Regions from separate parts of the Muntiacus reevesi genome. Here region 2 is linked to region 1. A link is a contact called in public Hi-C data. All regions are on one chromosome and are shown on one strand. The core of a region is the stretch at or near the end of the contact, and the rest is flanking DNA. Distances in the headings are between cores, read along the strand shown.

Region 1 (7,186 bases), core at 1,411-3,910:
CAAAATAAATAAAATTTCAAATTTCTTCCTGGATTTTTTAAATTACTCAAACCCGTCCTTCCTTAAATAAGTCAAATGAATAACTACTGCCTTATCCCACAGAGCTCTTAAATCTAGAATAAAAAATAAATGGGCCAGTTTGCATCAGCTCAAGTAAATACTAATATAATACCTTAATAAAGTGGCACAGGTAAATTTTCTAGGAAATGAAATCCATTTCGTCTTGATGAGTCAGGACCAAAAGTGACAAAGTAATTTGAACCATAGGACTGAAAATGGAGGTGGCATATTCCTTGGCTCCTCATCTCAGCCTGCTTGGATTGTTATAATACCATAGACTAGGTGGATTAAAAGCAACAGATATTTATTTTTCATAATTCTGGAGGCTGGTAGGACTTACTTGGTGTTCCAGCATAGGACTCTGGGAAGAACGCTGGACCAGAACCTAAGGGTGTTAGACAACACCAAAGGAAGGCGAGCTTGGGGTCTCGGCTCACCTCGAAGGAGTCTCCTGGTCCTGGTTGTGAGCTCTTTGCCCTGTCCAGACCCGTGACTGACGATTTCCAAGCCCAACCCACCATCGCACCCCGCTCCCCGTCCCCCCCCCCAACTCCTCTTCCCAGAGGTGTGGGGAGAACTCAGACGCTCCCAAAATTCTGGACGCCACCCCCTTGACAAGACAACGAAAGAAAAACCGAGGGCACTCAGAAAAGCCCCACAAGTCATGCCAAGGCGGGTGGCCTGAGAACAGCTGTGGCGTGGCCAGCCTCCCCGTCTCAGGACGGCTCTGCGCGGAGGCACCTCGAGGTGAGGGTCGGCCCCCGCAGAGTCGCTCCAGGCTGGCCTGGCGCTGGGATCCAGCGCGAAGGGGCTTCCTGGACACAGAGAGTAGCGCGCAGAAGGGCAGCCGGGCTCGGAATCTGCAGCAGTGCAACGAGGCGGGATAGAGGGGCCCGCGGACAAAGGACTGCAAGGGAGCTGGAGTGGAGCTCCATGGCGCAGGAGTGCCGCAGTGCCAGGACGCAAGCGGGTGGCAAGCGGCGCGGGCTGCGTACAGGCGCAGGTGGAGTGGAGGCTGGGGCCGGGTGGGGAACTTTCCCTGCCGTGTCTGCCCCCCAGTACAGCCGCGCGACTGCCGGGGCAGGAGCCAAGTGAGCAGCCGCCTCCGCTATTTCCCCAAAAGGGCCCATGTGGATTGGTTCAAACTCACCTCCTTCTCCCCTCACGACAAGGGCTTCCTTGGTGGCTCAGCTGGTGAAGAATCCGCCCGCAATGCGGGAGACCTGGGTTCGATCCCTGGGTTGGGAAAATTCCCCTGGAGAAAGGAAAGGCTACCCACTCCAGTATTCTGGCCTAGAGAATTCCATGGACTCTCTAATCCACGGGGTCGCAAAGAGCTGGACACGACTGAGCGACTTTCACTCTCACTCACCACAAACGTATTGGCTAAGGCCCCTCTTTGAGCTTTCCAATGCTTTCCCTTATTCCAGCACTTCTGCAGCGTCCTTCAATTTAGTGTCTGAGTTTGGAATTTCTTGTATTTTGTGCACATTTGTGCCTTAATGTTTTCACCAGTATGCACACAGGAAGGCTGCTGCTTTGTGGAGGGAGGGGGTTGGGTGAGGAGGGCTTTGGACAAAACCACCATGGTGAGGCTGGGTGTCCACTGGGTACGCCAAGGGTGAGGCACCTTTCCTTAACCTCCACTCCGCCCATCTCCCAGAACCCTTCTTAAACCCCTCAGCCCCCAACTTTTCCTCCCGAAAAACCCATCACTCCCATCCCTTCTGCCGGGCTCCTGGCCTCCTCTGGACACTTCTCCCCCAGCAGCCCCCAACGACCCCGCTCTACAGCCCTCCTCGCCCAACTCCCAGCTCTCCCTTCCCAGGTCCAGACTACATCTCCTGAAAATACCAAAAATGTAAAATTTATCAATAAAATATAGAAAATTATTGCCATAAATCTCAAGTCTTGTGTTTTCTGTATTTCCTCAATACTGCTGGGAGCTGCTGGATTCAGTTTCAACACATCTTATGACCTTGAAATTAACGTAGTCAGATGGGGGTAGGAGAAAAACACGGTGTATATATGGGGCAGGGGGTGGCATTCCCCTGGAAGAACAATCAGAACCGTCCTTGAACCACAGCTTCACACGGGTTTTAGGGAGGGGGACTGGGTGCTTTCCATCCCACTGACCCCAGCCTTGCCTCTGACGCCTTCTGGTCCACCCTGGTGTGACTGTCTCAGCTCAGAAGTCGGTGGGTGAGCATGTCCTGCCTCTGTGTGTCTGCATGGGTGCTGAAATGGAAATAAGTCCACAAGCTGTCCGTCCGTTGCTGCTTCAGATTCCATTTCTCGGTCCTCTTTCACTTCTGCAGCTGTGATTTCTGTCCTTCACTCACACCTGGCTCTGGGATTAGATTGCAGCCCTACTCTTCTAATTTGCTGAAATAAAATGGGCACAGAAGTCGCTTGGCCAATACGGGCGTTTGGAAAAGACTTCAGGAAGCGACCCCAGTCATCTTGCAAACAATGCGGGCCAGCAGCTCTGCCTATCTCACGTCCTAGGCGGGCGGGCAGTTTGATGGGCTCCGGATGCCAGCGCTGCAGTGGGAAAGGCACGGGAGACTGGGATCCCCAACTCCGTGCCACGAAGGGCATCCCTCGGTGGTAGCAGGATGGTTTTTGTCCGCAGGGTGTCCGCTGGAAGCCAAGCGGCAGGACAAAGGCTGTCTGAGCCGTCTTTTACTTCTTCGCAATCCAGCAAGCATTGCGTGAAGTTTACCATTTCTGAGCAAAGCTCCACAGCACACCCTGGGATTTCCACCACCTCCTTTCCTGCAGCAAGCAACTGTAAACAATTAAAACTTTTCCTCAGATAACCTTTGTGCTGTCTTTTCTTTACCTGCAGGATGCTCTCTCTGCAGAATCTGCCTCCCTCCCCGTAGGCTCTGTGTTAACAGCAAGTAACTAGCGATCTGGAAAGAAGCAACATTCATTGAGGGAGGGGGAGAAAACAAAAACAAAAACAACTATGTGTTTGTCATTGCATTGTTTGAGTTGTATGAAATGCTTGTTTGTGACAATTTTAAAATGATTTGGCTTCTTCTTGAGTGAGGAGACAGCTTACTGCACATTCACCTAGGAGGAAAGGATAGTTTCATTCATGTATCACAAAAATCCGGGAGGATAAAACTGTGCTCATTTCAAGCATGCAACCCTTTATTCAATGTATTTATGCAATCTAGGCACTGTACTCTAGAAATTATAAGTGGGAGGTGTTTATTTGGGAGGAGGTGCTTCTTTGAGGGGAGAGGTTAAAAATTATCCAACCCCCCTTTTAAACTACTTTTACAGGCTATTCCCAAGCATTGTCTGTCCCTGGTGGTTAAGCTGGAGACCCTCTTTCTTTGCTTTTCTTTCTTTTTCTGCTTCTTTCTTTGCCTTTCTCTCCCCTCTCACTGTCTCTTTCCTTCCTTCAGTCACTTTTTCACTCTTTTTCAAACAATTCATGAGCGTTTGTTTTCGTTTCTTTGGCTGTGCTGGGTCTCTGTTGCTGCAAGTGTTTTCTCTAGCTGCCATGGGTGGGGGAGTCACCCTTCAGATGGGTGGGCTTCCCATTGAGCGGGCTTCTCTTGTTGCAGAGCACAGGCTCTAACACACAGGGATTTCAGCAGTGTGGTGCGTGGGCTTAACAGTTGAGGCTTCTGAGTTCAACAGCTGTGGTTCCCTGGTTCTAGAGCACAGGCTCAATACTGTGGCACACGGGCTTTGTTACTCCTCGGCATGTGGGATCCTTCCAGATCAGGGGTCAAACCATGTCTCCTAAATTGGCAAGCAGGCTCTTTACCACTGAGTCACCAGGGAAACCCTCTTTCTTTCTTTCCTTCCTTCCTTATATCTGGAAAGCCTCACGCCTGCACTATAGGGTTCCATCTGTCAATACAAAATATTGTTCTTGATACTGAAGACTGTCCCTTGTCCATCTGGGCTGCTATGACAGAATACCACAAACTGGGGAGCTTAAACAACAGAGTATAAGCTGGGAATAGAGATCAGGGTGCCAGTGTGGGTGGGTTCTGGTGAGGACCTCTTCTAGATTCCAGGTGACTGCCCTCTTTTTGGGTACTGACCTAGAAGAGAGAAAGAAGAGATGATTTTCTCCGCCAGATGCCTGGGATAAATTCTTTCACTACTGAGTGTTCTGGACATATCCCGGAATATGCCGCACTTGTCATACTGATTATTTGGGACTGAAATCAGCTAAGAAACAGCAAACACTGTGAGAAACTTTCTCTGAACTCCCCCAACTGCCTAAAAACAGTTCCTTCAAAATGAACTTAACTGTCATCAATTCCCTCCTGAGAGTTTCATCAGCAGAGGAAGACTGATTCATCAGAGACAGGAGACTAGATGTCAATGCCACACCCAGACAGACTGTCACAAACTATCATACCTCCTGTCTAGTCTCCTAAGGGCCTGTTGTCTTTCCTAATATCATTTACTCTCCTCTATGAGAACTACTTCTCCCCTTCTCCTACTAAGGTGGTATATAAACTCTCAAATCTCATTGCTTCTGGGGTTATTCACTTTTTTCCCCTGCAATAATAATTCACTTTTTCCATGCACATAGTATTTAAAAATGAATAAATTTGCATAACTTGTCTCCTGTTACTCTGCCTGTTATCAGTTTATTCATAAATATACCTACTGAACCCAAGAGGGTAGAAGGAAAAGTTTTTTCTCTGTAACATTACAAATGTATTAACAGTTTCAATAACTACCACCAGTGAGTCTTAACTGAGACAGAAAGACCTGCTTAGAACAGTGAGTTTTAAGAATAAAAGATAACTTTCATTCTGAGAAATCTACACCAACTAGACCTACAGGCAAAACAACAGAGATTTTTGTTTGAGTGTACTGCCGGTGCAAGATCAAGCTTCAATCCTTTTTCAAGGGTGAGACCAATCATTTGTATACATTGGTCATTAAGTCTCTGGTATAAAAAAAATAATGGTAAAACAGTTTGACTAAGTGATCTAGAAGCAAGCATTTGTCTATTTTATAAATGTGTCTTGTATTCAGAAACTATTTTTAAAAAGTTGAATTGGATTGGGAATGTGAAATTGAGTGAAATTTCATCTGCAGTTCTTTCAGCTTTCTACTGCAGTAGAAATTTTAAGATATCTTATTGGTGTTTTTCCCTGGAAATTTAAACACAGGGCAATGCATTTTAATATTTTTCCTAAATATATATATTATTTCCTCTTCAACATGATACATATGTATATATTATATATATATATATATATATATATCTCATGTGTATTATTTCCTCTTCAAAATGAAATTCCACATCCAGAGCCAAAACAACCTAGGTGTGGTTAGCACAAAGCTTGGTACTGCTGACCTAATTTCCAGGGCTAGTTGTCTCATCAGCTGTTTCACTTGAGAAGTGTTTTGTTTTTTTTCTGCCTTTTGCAGTCCCAACTGCAAAATGGAGTTGATAATACTGCATATGTGGAAAGGATGTTATGAGCACTAAGTTGAATTAAGCATTCATTAAGTGGATTCCCTGGTGGCTCAGACAGTAAAGAATCTGCCTGCAATGTGGGAGACACAGGAGATGCAGGTTTCATCCCTGGGTTGGAAGACCACCTGGAGAAGGGAATGGCTACCCACTCCAGTACTCTTGCCTGGAGAAATCCATGGACAGAGGAGCCTGGTGGGCTATAGTCCATGGGGTTGCAAAGAGTCAGACAGGACTGAGCAACACTTTCATTTTCACTACCAATTGATAACAATGAGCTCTCTAGAAATGTTTAAGTAAACTACAGATTTTTTAAATAAACAGACAAAATAGTTAATACTGAGCACATCCAAAGCAGCTCAGCTCACAGACTTGCAGGTACGGGACACTGCCTCACCCCACAGACTTATTCATTCAACAAACACTGGTTGAATCTCCACTATGTGCCAAGCTCTATATTCCACCTTAGAGATTGAGAAGTGAAGGACACATCTCTTGCCCTGGAGTTTACAGGGCAAGTCCATGTAGTCCATGGACTAGCAGACAAGAGAAAGGCTTATGCTCCATATTTATGTGATGTAGTTCCCCTGGCACAGAGGGAGCTCAGCTGAGGCATGCATCTCTGGCTGTGGCTGGATCTCTTCTGAGGACAGGATGAAAGGGAACCAACAGCACTTGAGCACTAAATATATAACCACATCCTGCCATCTGCCTGACACACATTCACTCACAGCAATCCCATTAAGTAGGCATCCATAGCCTCACTTCACTTGAGGAAGTAGAGGGGCAGAGATGGTAAATTATTAGCCCCAGACAGGGAGCTAAGCACAGGCTATCTGAAGAATGTCCCCCTGGCATCTCTCCTCCACTTTCTTAATACCCAAACTTTCTAAGACAAATATTATCCCATTTAGGTTTCTTCGAACTCATATCTTGAAAGCACCTTGCTTACTGCTCTGAACTCAGTGAGTCACTCTGTCTTTTGTGGGTGCTGTTAAGCTTCCTCGTCTGTTTGGATAATGCACTGAAGGGCTAAAGTTGCCCGGTAAATGACCTCCACACCAGCGCTGGGAAACTGATGTGCGTAGGAATCTGCTTAAAATGCAGATTCAGGCTCAGTACACTTCAGGTGGGGCCCAAGCATGGGCGCTTCTAACGGTGTTCTCCAGGCATTATGTGACACAACTGAGAAATGTGAATTCATAAGCCCTTCTATCTTGGGAGTCAATATAATAGGGGAGCTTAATCTTCTGTATATAGGAATTAATTTAATAGGAGTCAACTTAGGGACTGATGACTTCAATTAAAAATAAGATAGGCCCCAAATGGAGTCTCTTATGCTAAGCCCCATATCACCAAACCAAGACTTGATTTAATTACAGTTTCGGCTTTCCTAAAAATAGAATCTTAAATCAGCCAATCAGGAATTGCCTGATCAACAGCAGTTAGGTAATCTGCCTAATTAGAGCCCTGCTATCTCCTGAAGATAGAGTAACCTTAGAGTAACCAAGCTGCTTTTTTGCCTAGCATATCTTCCTTGTTCCTGCTTCCTTCTGACTGTAGAAGTCTTTCATTTTGTACAGCCCCTCTCTAACGGCTAGATTGGATGCTACCCAATCTGAATCATTTCTGCTCAAATAAACTCTTTAAAATTTT
Region 2 (7,186 bases), core at 1,176-3,675, 440 kb after region 1:
CAACTGAAAGGAATTTTTCATGTTTCTTTTCCAACCTCTGACAGATGTGCATTTTACTTCCTTCATTCTCCTAATCCTACAAAGGTTGGAAGGTCAAAGGGGAGACTATGGAATGCTGTGCACAGAGACAGTCATAAGTGGTATAGGAAGCACAGGCTAGATGGGTTTGAACACCAGCTTGGTAAGGGATCACAATGCTCGGGAGGGCTACAGAAATGCTCGGTGAGCCTGACCTGTGATCAAGAGCAGACTTAAATTCATGTATCAAGGGAACATCCAATTTGAAGAACTTAAAGAAAATTGATTCAACTCTCTCAAACCAAGTTAATATACTATTTATGAACTTGCACAAGGGTTTTCCCCACTTTGTTAGGTTTATTCCTAAGGTCATTTGACCATGGAGAGCAACTCGAGGGTCCATACTAAATTTTACTAAAGTCAACAGAAAACTCAAGGTGTACCTTGTTGTAGTTTCAAGCCTGTCGTGATCTTTGGAAAAGGTGGCTTAGCAGGTCTGAACGTCCGTCCCCTTCACATTGCGCAAGAGGCAAAGCAAATAGCTAAACCGCACAATTTAAAAAACCAGAACTGTGAGAAGCACAGAACCAGTTTTTGCTTTCTAACTTTCTTACAATGATGAGCAGACAGCATGTGAGTCAGCTATCATCCAAACCAACTATTTTAAATCTTTCTGAAGTAGCAATTTTGAATACTTGTATCTGAAGTTAGCCATCACAGGAAACAGATTTCTAATGACCAAGTGACAAGGATTTGTTTTCAACAGGACATTCCCAGTGAAGAGACACATTACATTCTACCCATTAACTAGAGAAAACCTTTATGGGAGGAACATAGCACACTGTAACAGAGTGGCCATATTTGTGATAAACACATACACTCAATTACTCATAATTTTGGACTCAGCAACACCATGCATCCAAAGTTCTTCCAGTTTTGGCTACTCATGATGGTTTCTGAAAACTCCCAAGGACATAGCACACGCCATGGCATCTCACACTCCTTCAGACACTCTGCCAAAAACGCAGGAGCAACCATGCAAACAGCCAGCAGGGGAAAAAAAAAAAAACGCTGACCACTAGTTCTGAAACAAGAACAAGAGCTGACCACTCCAACACCAACTACATCAGTTACGACTACAACTACACAGTTCTCAACAGTGACTTCCGGGGCCACCCAAAGCGTTTGAATTGCCCGTCTCCTGCCAGTGATTTCTTGTGCAATTTCGCTAGATTTCGCTAGAAACAGCAACTTGGTGTTCTGTTGAGCGCTGAAAAGTGCTCAACTGGTTAGCTAATATTTAAGTACTCTGAAATTAATTGCCAAGCCTTATTAACAAAGCTACTGTTTTACCGTCCGTAACTGTTTAGACTGGAAAGCGTTAGGACGCTCTGCTAGGGAGGCTGCCTCAACTCTGCCAGGTCGCGTTCTATAGGTAGGTTAAAGATTCACCAGCTCGGAAGTGCATTCTAATCCATGTCAAAAGCACCCAGGAAGCAATCCCGGGGTTGCAGCAATCTTGGATAAAGGGGCCCTACAAAGCCATAGACGCGTCCATCGAGGGCTTCCTTGGCCATAGGCGCTCCTACTCAGACCCAAGCGCAACAGCACGCGCCTAGGAACCCGGGGCTCCGCCCGGCCTCGCCGGCTCTGTCCTCAGAATAAACAGGAACTGGGCTCAAACCCTGGCCATCGTGTGACCTTGGCCGTGTCCCGGGCTGCGGGCCTCAGTTTCCTGGTCCTTGCGACCCCGAGACTGGAGGCCTTGGAGGCGGAGCAAAAGCGGGGCTTCCTGGAGAGTCCGCGTTGCGGGCCGGACTTCCGGGAGCCCGCCCCGGCCACTCTGGGGGGCTTGGTAAGAGGGTGGCCAGATAGACCCCCTCCCCGGCCCCGACTCAGCCCCCGCCCCAGCTCGGCCCCGACTCGACCCCCATCCCAGCCTAGACCCCTGGCCCCGCATTCCGCACCCACCCTGCCCCGCCCCGCCCCGGTCCCCAGCCCAGCCCGAACCCCCAACCTGGCCTAGACTCGCCTCAACCCCCGGCCTCTATTCGACCCTGGGCCCGCCGGGCCTTGGCTCTCCGCCTCGACTCCTCGCCTCGGCCCCCGGCCCGGCCTCACGTCGGCTCTCACCTCGCCCCTCGCCAGGCCTGGCCTCACCTCGGCCCCTGTCTCGGCCCTCACCGCCCCGGCTCAGCCTCGCGCCGGGCCTCAACTCGGCCCCCGCCCCCGCCTCGGCCCCAGCCCAGCCTCACCCTCGGAGGCCGCGGCGCAGATGCTGCTCGGAGGCAGGCGTTGGTTTCGCTCCCACAAGATGGCGGCTCTGACGGCGGCCACGTCAGTGCCTGCTGCCGCGGGGGACGCTGGGGAACGGGGCAGTCCCCCCCGCGGTCCCACCCACTCTCCCTTTGCGGTGCGCACGCGCAGACTCTGTGCGGGAGGTAGGGACAGGACCTTGGGTAGGCGCGGGGCTCAGGGAGGACGCCTCGTTCACCGCTGCGCTTGCGCGCGCCCCCCGCGTCCCCAGCGCGCCCAGCGCAGGCAGAGTCCGGCTGCGCCTGCGCGCGACAGTCGGTAATCTGCCCGGGGGTGAGTTCTCAAGCCCATTTGGCAGATGCAGAGACTGAGTCTCAGGCGGGCTCTGTGGTCCCGGGGCGGCCGTTCTGGATGCCAGCTCCCCTCTCCAGCCTCAGCCCCGGTGACCGCAGGGACCCACGCTGTCCTCTGCGCGGTCGTGGAGCGACCTGGAGAAGCAAGAGTCAAGATCAAATGGAGAAGACCTCTAGTAGCACGGGTGGAGCAAGTAGCCAAAGCTGGGCAGGGAACAGTGCTGCCCTGGGGTGCCACCTAAGCGGGATCCAGGTGACACAGGAGAGCCCCACCTCTGGGAAGCCTCCCTAAGCTGATCAGAAGGGAGAGGGGGCCTGTTGTCGTTCCTCTCCATGTTCTCCAGGCTCGGGCCTTACTGTGGCCCCCTACTTGGGAACTCAGAGTGGCCTGCCGACCCGAGCCCCCCCCCGCCCTCCCCCCGTACCATCGCTCCGCTCCTGTGCTACTTGAACACTCTCCTGTACTATCCTCCAGCTGCTGGGATGGGTCCCCCAATCAAGAGGCATAGGTGGGATTGCTGGGCAGCCTTCACTTGGTATCTTGCATGTTGTGGAGAGCACAAAGCAGGTCATTACCTGGGCCTTGGTCCAGGGGCCTGCCTGGCAGACAAGACATGTGTTGTGGAGCATGCCGGCAGCCTCCTGTCACCTCTCTCCTGTCCCACCCCCCCCCCCCCCCCCACCTACCCACTCCTCTTGGGGCCTCCGTTTTCTGCTGGGGTGGCTGGGACCTCACCAGCCCTCCCTGGGGCTGCCCACCACCCCCAGGCAGCCCTCCTGCACCAAACACTGATGACCTCCTCTTCCGAGAGGCTGAGGGCCCTCAATCTTGTGAGCCAGATTCTTGTTTTGAGCCCCAGCCTCCCCCAGACCTCATCATTTATGGAAGATCTAGTGTGTGCTCTGCACCTCAACTTCTGCCACCCGCCCCCCATTGCTATAAACACATCACAATGCTCACTCAACGTTCCCTCAGGGTTTTGTATCTCCAGAGAGGGGCACAGAACCTTCTGGTGGTACCGGCTCTCTTCCCTAGAGAACTGACCCACAGCTGAATGCCTGTAAATGATTGTGTCCTCAGGAATGTCCTTAAATAGACAGGAAGGAGCATGTCAAAGATACATACACAGTTTTAAAAAATAAGGTGGATTCCTCTGTAAACCCCAGGTTACTGAATTTACCTGCTTCCTGATTCTTTTCTCCTGGTCTGGCCCCCTCCTTGGGAAAAGAGGGTGTCTTCAGACCAGACAGGTATGGGGGCCCAGGGTGGGCACATCAGGGGAAGGATCCCTGCCCCAAGCAGGAGACGTTAGAGAGTCAGGAGGTACTAGGCAATTGCCTTGGGAAAATGAGGCCTTAATGCCCACCAGGATCTCCCTGTCCCCTTTCCAGGGATGGAAAAGCTGTGTACCTGCCCAGCTTTGGCCAGGAGAGGGCAGAATGAGCCGACTAGAGTGCCTGCCAGCATCCATGGCCACATCCACTGTCAGGTTCAAAGCCCTCAGCCCAGATCCTCACCTTCAGCTTTACCTAGAGTGGAAGTCTGGGGCTAAGTTCCTCCCCTCTGGGGGTGGGGGGTGGGGGGTGCGCCTGAGTCCAGAGACAAGATCAGACACAGGGATGCTAAACCCTAGGAAGGGTGGTTAGAGGAACAGAAGTACCAGAAAGAGCAAAGGGGCCAAGGCAGGAGGGAGAGGGAATATGAGTACACCCTCTAAGACCCCCAGCCTGGTAAGTACTTCATGCAGCTTCTATGTGTGGCATCTGTGAGGTGGGCAACATTTGTGCCAGCCTACTGGCAGTCAGAGAGGTTGCAAGCCCACCCAAGCTCACACAGTTTGAATTGAGCCCCTGGATCTCGGATCCTAGCATGTTTGTTGCCAGCATCTCTTCCTCTGTCCCTTCCCTGCCTCTGAAGACATTGGAGCTTCAGTGCTTCTGTAGGCTGCAACATTATCTTGGATTCCTCCAGTGATGGGGAGCTCAGTACTTATTAAGGCACTCAACACCCAGGACCTAGTTGCAGAACTGTATCCTCTTAAACTTCTCGAGATGGTGAGCAGATTGGAGTGTCTCTGCCTGCTTGCCCTCCCCTGGTGAGCTGGCCTCTAAAGAACCCCTGAGCCCAGAGGGGACCCTGAGACAGGTTTCTGTCCCAGATACGGGTGGGATGTGAAGAGGACCCAACCCTTCCCTCTGCTCAGCTCAGAGCCCTTCTTCTCTAGGACCCGCCCTCAAAGCCCTCTCTCCTGCGTGTTCCTCCTGGTGCAGGCTTCAGGGATTATTACAGCTGTTCTGGTGGTGTGGGTCCTGGGACGGCACCTGCATGCCCTCCATGCCCATGCCCATCCCCAGGCCATTCTGCCCCTTGTCCTGGGCCTGGGTTGGAGTCTGGGGACAGCTAGGTATGTCGGAAGCCTGTGTTTGGCGTGGGGGTGTGCCCACCGAGAGCCGCATGGCAGTCAAGAGTCAGTGGGAGGACCATGGCCCAGTTCCATGCCTGTGAGTGGACTGACTCTGGGGCCTCTCTCACCTTGAGACTCTTTGAGCATACCCACTCCTGCCTCAGTGTCCCCGTATCATGCAGGCTCCTCCCTTCCCTGCATCCTCTCTCTGGCCCAGCTCACAGGAACAGCCCAGGACCATTCCCTACCCAGGGCTTTTCACCCCTTTCCTGGGCACTATCTGGGAATGTGCAATTCTTGAACACTCATGTCAGCTCTCCTGTGCATGCCAGTGCTCTCTAGAAGGCCAGCTTCACTAGGAAAGATGTTTCTTACCTGGTTCTTGGTCTCACTTCATGCCTGGGCAGACAATAGGTAAGGCGAGTCCAGGGAGTGCTTCTCAGTGAGCTTTGCACTGGGATGCCAAAAAGCACGCCTTTGTTTTTAGGACCCTCTGACTGGTATTTGCCATCCCCTCCCATTTTGAATATAGGTGACATTGCCAAATAGTGGTATGCACTGGACCTATGATGTTGTTAGCAACAGAAACCTCAAGACAATTATATGTCTTGTCATGGCTGTTGCAGGAACCATGAAATCTTGTTTCTGTTCCCTGCTCAACTGAAATTACAGAGGTTGTCAGCCTGCAGCTAGCTTTTTCATCTCTGGTGCTGGGAACTGAGGCTGACAGAAATGACAGTGCTGCATTCCGTGCCCCCTTCTGCACAATGCTTCATTTCCACGTCTTCCAGCATTATGGAGCTGAACGCAGTCAGAAGGACACACTGGATGTATGCAGTCTGGAAAGTGGTAACTGCACTCAGTACATTTTGGAAACCATCATTCTCATCGAGGTAACAGAAACCTGTTGCCCCTGAAGTCACATGCCATGAAAATCTTAAAACTTTTGATAACTGGATCTATTTCTGATGGTGCATCATTTATGTCAGGTAGTAATAAAACCGTATTCTGAGAAGGAGCTCATGGACTTCCCTAGTCTGCTAGGGGGTCCCTAGTGCCCACATAACCTCCCTGCTCTAACTTCTAGATGAGGTCAGTAGGGGAGGGAGAGAGGCCCCACTTGGGGATGGCATGTGGCAAGCTGCCAGGCAGGGGACCAGCAGAGATATTTGACATGGAATTTGAGGGACAGGAAGACCCCAGTGACTCAGGCACTTTCCGTGGTGGTCCCTGCAGTATGGCTGGAGGCCAGGAAGTCAGCAGGAGGAGATCATCAGGATCAGGCTGACCAGGGTGTGGAGCCATGGCACTCAGCAAGTTGATGGGTAGGGGAGGGTGGGAGGAGGGGTAGGCCCTCATGGGTCTGGGCACAGATTGTATCACAGATTGTGAGCGGGCCTGCAGTCTTCGTCGCCACCGGGACCAAGCTGTTCTCTTGGGGCTCACCCCCAGGTTTGAGAGGGCTGGTGTCTGTTCCTCTCTCTGGGGGGGCCCTTCTCCCCCTTTCAACCCCCAGAGGACAGCAGGAAGGAGGGACCCAACCTGTCTTGGGAGGCATCTGATGAATTCAGGGTTTCAGAAACCCTGGGAAAGGGAAAAGTTTGTTGGTCCCTGCCCTATCTGTGGACTGGTGACAAGTTCCACAAGCCCTAGTGGCTTAAAATGACAGTCCTTATATAGGCAATCTCCTTGGGGTTTAGGACCTAGGAGCATCTTGGTGACATGCACTGGCACCAGGATTGCATGTGGTGCAGCCAAATAGCGGTAGTACCTGGGTTTACCCCATGGGATTTTCAGGGGGTAGAATGGTATCCCCCCAAAGTCATATCTGTCCAGAATCTCAGAATGGGGTCTTGTCTAGAAATGGTGTCTTTGCAGTTGTAATTAATTGAGAATCTTGAGGTGAGATGACTCTGGATTAGGGCCCTAGATTCAATGACAAGTGTTGTTAAAGGTGATTTGAGACACAGATGCCAGAAGGTGGCCGCCTGACCACAGAGGCAGAGGTTGGGGTGATGCAGCCATAAGCCTGCGGACGCCTGGGGCACCAAGAACCAGGAGAAGCAGGAAGGGTCTGCCCCTAGGGCCTCTAGAGGGAGCACACTCTCCCCACATGTTCATTTCGAACTTCCAGCCTCCAATCCCAGGAGAGAA

What was found. A called contact is a pair of places that touch in the nucleus more often than the background predicts.
Region 2: a Hi-C map of blood shows a contact between it and region 1, with 8 times the contacts expected there. The contact joins the promoter of ARF1 here to the promoter of RNF187 in region 1. A contact is called at or near these places in 2 of 3 Hi-C or Micro-C datasets (blood and muscle).

Annotation. Positions count from the first base shown.
Region 1 is chr1:181,467,182-181,474,367 of mMunRee1.1, forward strand. It overlaps RNF187 (ring finger protein 187), which reads right to left and starts at 2,661. Exons shown (of 6, transcript XM_065915341.1): 1 at 2,562-2,661; 2 at 802-920. The coding sequence starts at 2,661.
Region 2 is chr1:181,911,980-181,919,165 of mMunRee1.1, forward strand. It overlaps ARF1 (ADP ribosylation factor 1), which reads right to left and starts at 2,426. Exons shown (of 5, transcript XM_065917305.1): 1 at 2,274-2,426.